Linked DNA regions of Sus scrofa: regions 1 and 3 are each linked to region 2. Evidence: chromatin contacts called from public Hi-C and HiChIP or PLAC-seq data. All regions are on one chromosome and are shown on one strand. Each heading gives the region's core, a stretch centred on a gene start, on an enhancer-like site or on the middle of the called end of the contact. The rest is flanking DNA. Distances are from core to core; before and after follow the strand shown.

Region 1 (2,953 bases), core at 345-2,844, 220 kb before region 2:
TCAGGGGCGCAGGTAGCCCACAGAGGGAGCCTACCTTCAGGGCCTTCCACGTATGGACTTAGGCGGGCCTGAGTTTGTGACTCTGTTCTGACTCACTGGGCCCTGAGCAAATCCTAATATCTCTCTCTGGGCTCAGTTACTTCTTCCAAAAGATGATCATCCTCACGCACAGGAAATAGGCTACTTCTTGTCTCTGCAGTCTTTTTTCTTTAGGACCATTTTGGTTGCAGAGTTGAAGATGCATTCAGGTGAGCTTAAGCTAAAATAGGGGTTTTATCACAAGGTTATTGCATGTCTTATTATTCCAAGGTTTTAGGAACAGACTGGAAGCAGGGCCTGACTGCAGTGCTGTGAGGGACTCAAGATGTGCACTGCATTGTGTTTACAGTCTTCTGAAGTTTGGCTTCAGCCTGTGTATGAAACATAGCCTCCTATAGCTCCTCAGTTATAGGCCCAAGGAAGGGGCTTAAAGGGCCAGCTCGGGCAGTCGCTTATGCCAGGAGGTGTGGCCACATTGAGGACTGTGGTTACTCTGATTGTGACCATGTGGATGGTAGAACAGGGTCAGTTCTCACAAGCAGTAAGGGAGATGGTATGGGTAGTACAACCTCCAGCCTGGTGCAGGCGCTGTGATGTTGACCCTGACAACTGTATCTGTAGCAGAAGCTGTGCCTGTGGTTTTAGTGACCTGGGACCTTCACTCCTACTGCATCTTCTCCCAAAGAGGGCATTCCGAGGTTCGTTGCCAGTGGAGATAGGCTGAACAACTAGGGCCTGGGGCTGGGTTTGGGGCCCAGGAGGGTGAGGAGAAGCAACTGGCTCCTGCCCTCAGAGTGTGCCAGATCTCATGTGGGTAATTTAGGGAGTGAACTCGAACTGAAGAGCACAGGCGGTGTATGGCCAGAGCAGAGGTGAGGGTGGAAGTCATTACTAGGCCTTAGAGGGGGAAGACTGAGGCAGGGCCTGTCCATCGCAATAAGTTTGGGTGTTTTCTTGCCAGCAATAAAAAACCAGTGTGAGTTTATGAGCAGAATGAACTGCCCTACAGATAAGTGGTTTGGAAGAAGCCTTTGGCTTGCAATGTGGGGAAGAGGATGGGACAGGGCAGGCGAGGAGACAAGTGACTAAGGTGCCTTGGGGGTTACCAAGCAGAGTGGGGGTAAGAGTGAGGTGTCAGAGGACCCAGGGACCGCAGCCTCTCCTCCTGGGTGCTCTCACAGGGACAACCTGAGCCTAAGGCTGAAACCATGCTAACCCTGGGTCCTTGCTAGTTCTTTCCCAAGGTGGTAGCTTTTTGCCTGGACCTTCCTTCAGCCTAAGAGGGACTTGTACAGTGCTGGAGACTGTTGGAGCTGCCTGGGTTCTGCCTGGATTCACGCCTCCTACCAGCGTGACCAACCCAGGCTTTACCCACACTCACTTCCCTTGGGCCTGCAGACCGGGCCTGGAGTTGATGGGGAGGGGAGCAGCCTCCCTCCACCATGGCAGGGTGCCCCCTCACCAGCCCAGGACAGCGGTTCTGACTCTTACATCACAAGAAAGAAGGCAAAAACAACCTTGGCTCCAGGCCGTGGCTGCTGCCCGTCCCTCAAATATGCCCGTTCTTCCCATTCTTGTTCTGGCCTCAGTTTCCCACGCCCCTATGCCTCACACAGGTCTAGCAGGCGCCACGGTTGTCATGCGCTCTTTATTGGGCTGGGCCGGGGGTCCGGGGATCCGGACCAGGCACTCAGAGCCGTGGGCGAGGGCAGCGGCGCCGCTTGCAGGGCTGCTCCTCAACGAGGTCAACGTCGCGGTCCGCCGGGTTCTCGGTCAGCAAGCGCGCGTAGAGCCGCGGCCAGCCCTGCGCGGCCTTGGCCCCGCCCCCCACTCTGGCCCCGCCCGCCGCGCGGCGCCCCACCTCCTGCAGCCGCGCGTCCAGCAGCAGCAGCAGCAGCAGCAGGACCAGGAGCTTCGTCTCTCGCGCACGCGCGCTCTCGCACCGCTCCGCGCCGTCGCCCGCTCCTCGCAGCGTGGGCGGCGCCTTCGGGGCGCCCACCTGGGCAGCCGCCGCGTCCTCATCCAGCCGCCTAGTCAGCTCGCCGGGGCCTGCTCTCGCCTGGGCTAGCTGCTGCCGCTTGTCCAGGGAGAAAAGCAGCATGATCTTGGTCTGGGGGTGGGGCAGGGGTGTGAGGGGAAAGATTGCGCCTCGCCTTCCCCCCGGCGACCCTCACCACCCGACCCCCGACCCCGGGTTCTATCTACCAGAACGCCGCACCTACTAACGTTTCCGGGACTCCTGCCATTCTCCTAGCCGGGCAGAGGGAGGTGGGGGAGGCAGGCACCCTGCCCCACATCCTGGGACCCCTGACCTTCTGAGACCTCACTCCTGTCACGTTTGTGAGATTCCTTGCCTGCCCTCCCAGCCTTGATGCTGGAACCCTCACCCACCCTGGCCCCGGCGCAGGGCCTCTACCCAGTTGAAGAAGGGGAAAAATAGCATGTATTGAAGCTGGAAAATGGAAAGGAGGCATAAGGGAACTCCCCGGGGGCCCACAGCCCTGGTGTCACTAGCTTGGGCTCATTCACCATGCCAGGACCTCCACCCATCTGTTCTGGGTTGGGAGCAGCCCCTCCTGGGCTCCCAAGTTTCATCCACCTCCTGGTTTCTGGAATACCTGCCCTTACCTCTGGGCTGTTAGCACCTCATCCACACCTACATGGGTTCCTTGGACCTTTAACCTCTGGGGTTCTCTAACCCCTTCCATGCCACTAAGGACTTCTGCCCACAAGATCTAGACTCCCAGCACCCTCTCCTGCCCACCTGTTCAGGTTCCCCCGAACCCCACCTGCCCCTTGCCCCCTGGCATTCACGCTTGGCTTCTTTCACTTGAAATGTTTGAAGAACTGCTGTTGTCGCTGGGCCTTGTCCATATCGGGTGGCCTCTCCTTGCAAGCCTGCTTGGGCACTTTG
Region 2 (2,969 bases), core at 107-2,606:
CTTCTGTTTAATGAGAGTGTTCTCAACTGTAGCTACTCCATGAGGTTACTGTAAAGTCAAGAAGATACATGCAGATGCTTAGATCTGGGCCTGGCCAATAGTAAGCATTCAATGTAGGCATTCAATAAATAAAGGTGATTATATTGATTGCATAAGATTCACAGTTTACTTTTCCCCATTGATTTAATCCTGACACAGTCCCCTGTGAGGCAGGGGTTATTATGACCCCCATCTCACAGATGAGGAAATTGAGGCCTAGAGAACTGAAAGTACCTGGACCAGGGTCGATATGGGGCTAACACAGTGTCTGAGCAGTATTGTAAGCCAGGTCTCCAGAGACCCAGACCCAGAGAGCCCCACCTTCCAGCCCTCTTTCCTCACAGGGGTTCTTCTCCCTCCAGGTCTCTCAGTGTGGGACTTAAGGCTTCTCCGTATTTGACTGTGAACAGAACAACGGCTTAATCTTTAGTTTTATTTTGTCTTTTTTTTTTTTTTTTTTTTGGTCTTTTTAGGGCCGCACCCGCGGCATATGGAGGTTCCCAGGCTAGGGGTCAAATCGGAGCTGTAGCTGCCGGCCTACACCGCAGCCACAGCAACGCCAGATCCAAGCCATGTCTGCGACCTACACCACAGCTCACCCACTGAGCGAGGCCAGGGATGGAACCCACAACCTCATGGTTCCTAGTCGGATTCGGAAACCACTGAGCCACGACGTGAACTCCAAGAACAAGGGCTTAATCTCAAACACCTTTCCAATTTCCAAGTGAGGGCAGTACCCACTCTTTCCCCAAACCCTAAACAGCCTGCAACGTGCTCATCCCAGTGGGAGGGGCCTGTTAGCGTTAGTCACCACGCCCCACACTAAGCCACGCCCACAGATATTAGCTCTGGCCCCACCCTGGGAAACAGGCTCCCTCAAACCTTCTTTAGCTGCCAGCCTGCGAAGTCCCTCGCGGCTTGGTGTCTACTACTTAAACTCAAGCCCTGTCTCTGGAGTCCGGCTCTCCGCCATATGCAGTCCCACCTCAACAACCAAAGTCTCGCAGCAGTGTCCATGGTTCTTTTTCCTGTGCTGTCACGTAGGTGAGCGACGGTCCTGGCCCCGGACTGCCACGCCCAGCGAAGTCTCTTCCACAGGATGAAGCCACGCCCCTAATTGCCCCACCGCCCCCGTTTCAGAAGCTTCTCGCTGTAACTCGTGGTCCCGCCCAGACGCCCTTATGACCCCACCCCCATGAAGTCCCACACTACATCCTTCGGCTCCTGGACCCCGCCCTCCCTGTCTCTCCTGAAGCTTGTCTGTGGCCACGCCCCCGCCGTTAGCCACACCCACACATAGCCCCGCCCCTAGGCTCCACCCCCAGGTGGAGGGTGGCGGCAGGCCCAGTGGGGCCCCCGCTGCCCTCTGCCCTGGGCGCTGGGTCAGAGCCTGCCGGGCACTGCGGGACAGGGCGAACGCGGCGGCCTGGGGGCTCGGAGGCGAAGATGGCGTCAGGCAGGCGCGCCCCGCGCACAGGGCTGCTGGAACTGCGCGCCGGAGCGGGCTCGGGGGCCGGCGGAGAGCGGTGGCAGCGGGTGCTGCTCAGTCTAGCTGAGGACACGCTGACCGTGAGCCCCGCCGACGGCGAACCCGGCCCGGAACCCGTCGCCCAGCGGGAGCCGGTGCCCGCGCAGCTCAACGGTGCCACCGAACCAGGCGCCGCGTCCCCGCAGCTGCCTGAGGCGCAACTGCCCCAGACGCGCTTCGTGACGGTGCACAAGGCCGATGCCGGCGGGCTGGGTATCAGCATCAAAGGTGGGCGCCGGGGCACCGAGGGCGCTGGTTGTGGTGTCTGTGGGACAGATGAGGGCGCCGGGGTCGCAGGGGCTGGCGGCGTACCGAGGACGTGGAGTTGGAGGACTTCGGTCTTGGGGGTAAGGGCGTCCGAGAGGACAGAGGGAACCCAGGAAACAAGGAGCATCAAGGTCGGAGAGGGTTTTGAGAATCGGAAGTCTTAGTTAGAAGGCAGATATGTGGAGGGCGTTGAGGGGCCCACCGAGGACACGTGGGTGGGGAGTTCCGTGCGGAGGCGAAGAGATCTAAGACTGGTTGCCTCTCAGGGGTTGCACGGCCATCAGGGATAAGAGGAGCCCCAGGAGAGCAAAGGATGGAGAAAGGGGTTTGAGGCCTGGGGGGCTGCTAGGCCATGGATGGGGGAGTCTTCAAGATACAACCAAAGTGGGAGGGAGGGCTAGTAAGGCCTGGAGTAGGAAGCATGGCCGGTGAGGAGGATTGCAAACTACATGGAGGCACCAGCTGGACTGAGCTCCCAGATAGAGAGAAAAAAAGGACCTAGAAACCTGAGGCTGTGTACCTAGGTGAAGAGTCCTAAAAGCTGGGTTTGAGTTTCCTGATCTGACCATTTGCACCTTGCACATGATTGAGACTGGCTCTCAGCCCCTAGTACTGCAGCTGCAGCTGGGATTGGATCCCTAGCCTAGCCTGGGAACTTACATATGCCTCAGGTGTGGCCCTAAAAAGAAAAAAAAAAGAGTCCAAAGTACCCACCCTGCCAACACATAGTAGGTGCCTGGTTAATTATTGCTGTTAGATGAGAGGAAAAATGGAGGCCAGGAAAGACATCCCAAGTAACTAACCATAGTGCTAAAAAACCCTGCACACTCCAGCTGCTGGGTTCACCATTCCAAACCACTTACTTCTAAGGCTCCTAGCTCCCAGCCAAAGCAGTGTTATCTGACTTGGGAAAGGGTGTTAGCCTTGGGAAAGAGTTAGCCCTGGGTGTGCACATTTCTCTTACCCTGATATTGGCTCTGTTCCTGGTGCTTCCAGACCCTTTGGCCTAGGTGAGGGGTGACTTGGCTACCACTGTGTGTCAAGTGCTGTGCCCAGTACTCTAGGCTCACAATCTACTCTAACCTGGCTACAAGTACTAAAAGATAGGAAGCATAATCCTCATTTAGCCGGTGAA
Region 3 (2,789 bases), core at 281-2,780, 240 kb before region 2:
GCTCTGAACCAGACCAGTGTTGGGAAGAGGCCCTACTGGAGCTCCCAGTTGAAAGAGGAAGCAGATAGAGAAGTCCAGTGTGCAGTCAGTGCTGGGCAAGGGAAGAAGTAACTCCAGTACCAGAGGGCTCCCTGGAAGAAGTGATATTTATACTGTGGCCTAGGGATCTCATTCTTTATTATTATTATTATTATTTTTAGTACTAAATCTTATTTTTTTATTACTCAATGAATTTATCACATCCGTAAGGGATCTCATTCTTGATTGCATCTTAGCTACCTTTTATTGTTTGTTTCACTTTTGGCCACCCTGAGGCATATGGAGTTCCAGGCCAGGAATCAGATCTGAGCCACAGTTGCAACCTACACCACAGCTGTGGTAAGTCCGATCCTTTAATCCACTGTGCCAGGCTGGGAATAGAATCTACATCCTGGCACTACAGAGATGACACCGATCCCATTGTGCCACAGAGGAAACTCCAGCTACTTTTTTTTTGATGGGCCCATCCCCACCAGATGGCAGGCAAGTTCATAGAAATTATCAAGCCTTTCACATATCTGCCCTCAGCGCTGGCACAAAGCCTGGCACAGAGGAGAGGACAATATAACTCAAATCAGCTGAACTGAGCAATGAGAAGTGGCTGATGGGGAGGTCCTGTGGCCTCTGGTTGCTCAGCACACTCACCTCCTCCCTTTGTAAAATCTAACATGGAATTACCTTAATAGTTGAAATCTGTGTCATATGTAAACATTTGTTACCTCAGTTTCCCTCCAGCCCCTTTCACTAAACTGTTAGATCCTTAGGGCCAGGAGTCAAGAAGGGGGCACAGAGCAGACTCTCAAAACATTTGTTGGGGTTCCCAAAGTGGCTCAGCGGAAATGAATCCGACTAGGAACCATGAGGTTGTGGGTTCGATCCCTGGCCTTGCTCAGTGGGTTAAGGATCCAGCGTTGTGGTGAGCAGTGATGTAGGTGGCAGACAGGTCTCAGATCTGATGTTGCTGTGGCTGTGGCCTTGGCTGGCAGCTACAGCTCTGATTTGACCCCCAGCCTGGGAACCTTCCAGGGGGTACCCTAAAAAGCAAAAAAAAAAAAAAAAAAAAAAAAAAAAGGTTTGTTGAATGAACGAAGGAATCAGTTCAAGCAGAAGCTGTGCTTTGGTTGTTGAAGCGATTCCAGCTACAGGAGGCTTTGGAGAAAAGCCCCAAGCTGTACTGGGTCAGACATTCCTCTCCATTTTCTGGCAACTCCTTCTGCTTGTGCTCTGGGTGGAAGGGATAAGGTGGGCGCAGGATTTGAAAGTAAATGGCATTGGTGGGGCAAGTTGAGGAAAGATGTGGCTGGGGTTTTGTAGGTGGGCTTGAGATCCTGGAAAAGAGAAACTGCGTTTGCAGTTTCTAGAGTTATGGCCTGAGGGTGTTGGAGCACCCACAGGTGGGGGTTCTGGGAGGTCACGTGGGGTCTGTGGATAGCGATCTGTGCACAACACACGTTCTGTTGTAAAAGCCTCCACTAAAGGGTATCAACAGGATGGGGTGCGTCGAAGAGGGGGTGGGGCCACCACTCCCCACACAGGGCCGTCCCCTCTAGGGGCGGGGAGTGCGAACGCGCCTGGCACCGCCCCGACAAAGCCTGCGCGCGCCCCATCCTGCGATTGGCGGTGCTTCCTCGCGCCGCCGCCCCGTCCCGCCCTCCGCCGCCGGTCCGGCGCGCTGCAACCAATGGGCGCCGTCGCCGTCGCCTCCGTCACAGCCAGGACAGCCAATAGGCGCAGCGCTCGGCGGCTCGTGGCTCTTTCGCGGCAAAAAGGATTTGGCGCGTAAAAGTGGCCGGGACTTTGCAGGCAGCGGCGGCCGGGGGCGGAGCGGGATCCGGAGCGGGATCGAGCCCTCGCCTCGGCCTGCTGCCATGGGCCCGCGCCGCCGCCGCCGACTGCCACCCGGGCCGCGCGGGCCGTGAGCGCCATGGCCGTGGCCCCCGCGGGCGGCCCATGCGCGCCGGCGCTGGAGGCCCTGCTCGGGGCCGGCGCGCTGCGGCTGCTCGACTCCTCGCAGATCGTCATCATCTCCACCGCGCAGGACGCCAGCGCCCCAGCGGCCCCCGCCGGCCCCGCCGCGCCCGCCACCGGCCCCCGCGACCCCGACCTGCTGCTCTTCGCCACGCCGCAGGCGCCCCGGCCCACCCCCAGCGCGCCGCGCCCCGCGCTCGGCCGCCCGCCGGTACGGACACCAGGGACACTGGGCCAAGTGCGCTGCCTGGACCCCGGCGTAGACCCGGGCGGGGCGCTATGTTTGGCCTGGAGGCGGCGAGGGCGGGGGAGGGTGGGTTGAGGCGCCCAGGCTGGGCGGTGCCGAGCTTGGGTTGGGCCTTCGGGCTCCGCCCCGGGGTGCAGGGTGACCTCGGGCCAGTCCTTGTTTGCTCCTCTGTGCTCTGGGCCTCAGCTTCTTCGCTGGAGCCTGTCTAGGGTCAGACTCAATGATAATAATGGCCCACGTGTATTCAGCTGTTGCTGACTGCCTGCCAGGCCTCTGGCAGACTTCAAGGCAGCTAAAACTCACATCCATGCTGTGAGCTAGCTCTGTGTTGTCACTGTGCCCATCTGAACTGTGCCCAGAGAGGGGAAGTGGCTTGCCCCCTGGTCACAAGGCTGCAAGTGGGATTTGAACTGAGGCCTGCTGGCTTCAGACCAGAACTTGTGGCTGGATGGTGGGCACGGCTGCTTGGGGAAGTCAGGGGAAAGTTCTGGGACCAGAAAGTTGAAGGGCCATTGAGGAGACCCTCCTTCCTGCC

Evidence for each region. Hi-C and Micro-C count contacts between places; a contact is called where the count stands out from the background. HiChIP or PLAC-seq counts read pairs in DNA pulled down with a chosen protein or histone mark.
Region 1: a Hi-C map of fetal skeletal muscle shows a contact between it and region 2, with 1.6 times the contacts expected there. The contact joins the promoter of ACTL10 here to the promoter of SNTA1 in region 2. A contact is called at or near these places in 1 of 5 promoter capture datasets (liver) and 15 of 47 Hi-C or Micro-C datasets (alveolar macrophages, brain, embryonic fibroblasts and 9 more).
Region 3: a contact with region 2 is called in an H3K27ac HiChIP or PLAC-seq map of alveolar macrophages, with 3 times the contacts expected there. The contact joins the promoter of E2F1 here to the promoter of SNTA1 in region 2. A contact is called at or near these places in 1 of 5 promoter capture datasets (liver) and 1 of 2 datasets of contacts at active chromatin or transcription factors (alveolar macrophages).

Annotation. Positions count from the first base shown.
Region 1 is chr17:37,165,636-37,168,588 of Sscrofa11.1, reverse strand. It overlaps ACTL10 (actin-like protein 10), which reads right to left and starts at 1,594. Exons shown (of 1, transcript XM_021077362.1): 1 at 1-1,594. All of the region lies in intron 5 of NECAB3 (N-terminal EF-hand calcium-binding protein 3), which reads left to right.
Region 2 is chr17:36,944,619-36,947,587 of Sscrofa11.1, reverse strand. SNTA1 (alpha-1-syntrophin) reads left to right here and starts at 1,356. Exons shown (of 8, transcript XM_003359945.5): 1 at 1,356-1,795. The coding sequence starts at 1,486.
Region 3 is chr17:37,188,859-37,191,647 of Sscrofa11.1, reverse strand. E2F1 (transcription factor E2F1) reads left to right here and starts at 1,530. Exons shown (of 9, transcript XM_021077692.1): 1 at 1,530-1,534; 2 at 1,590-1,701; 3 at 1,826-2,218. The coding sequence starts at 1,530.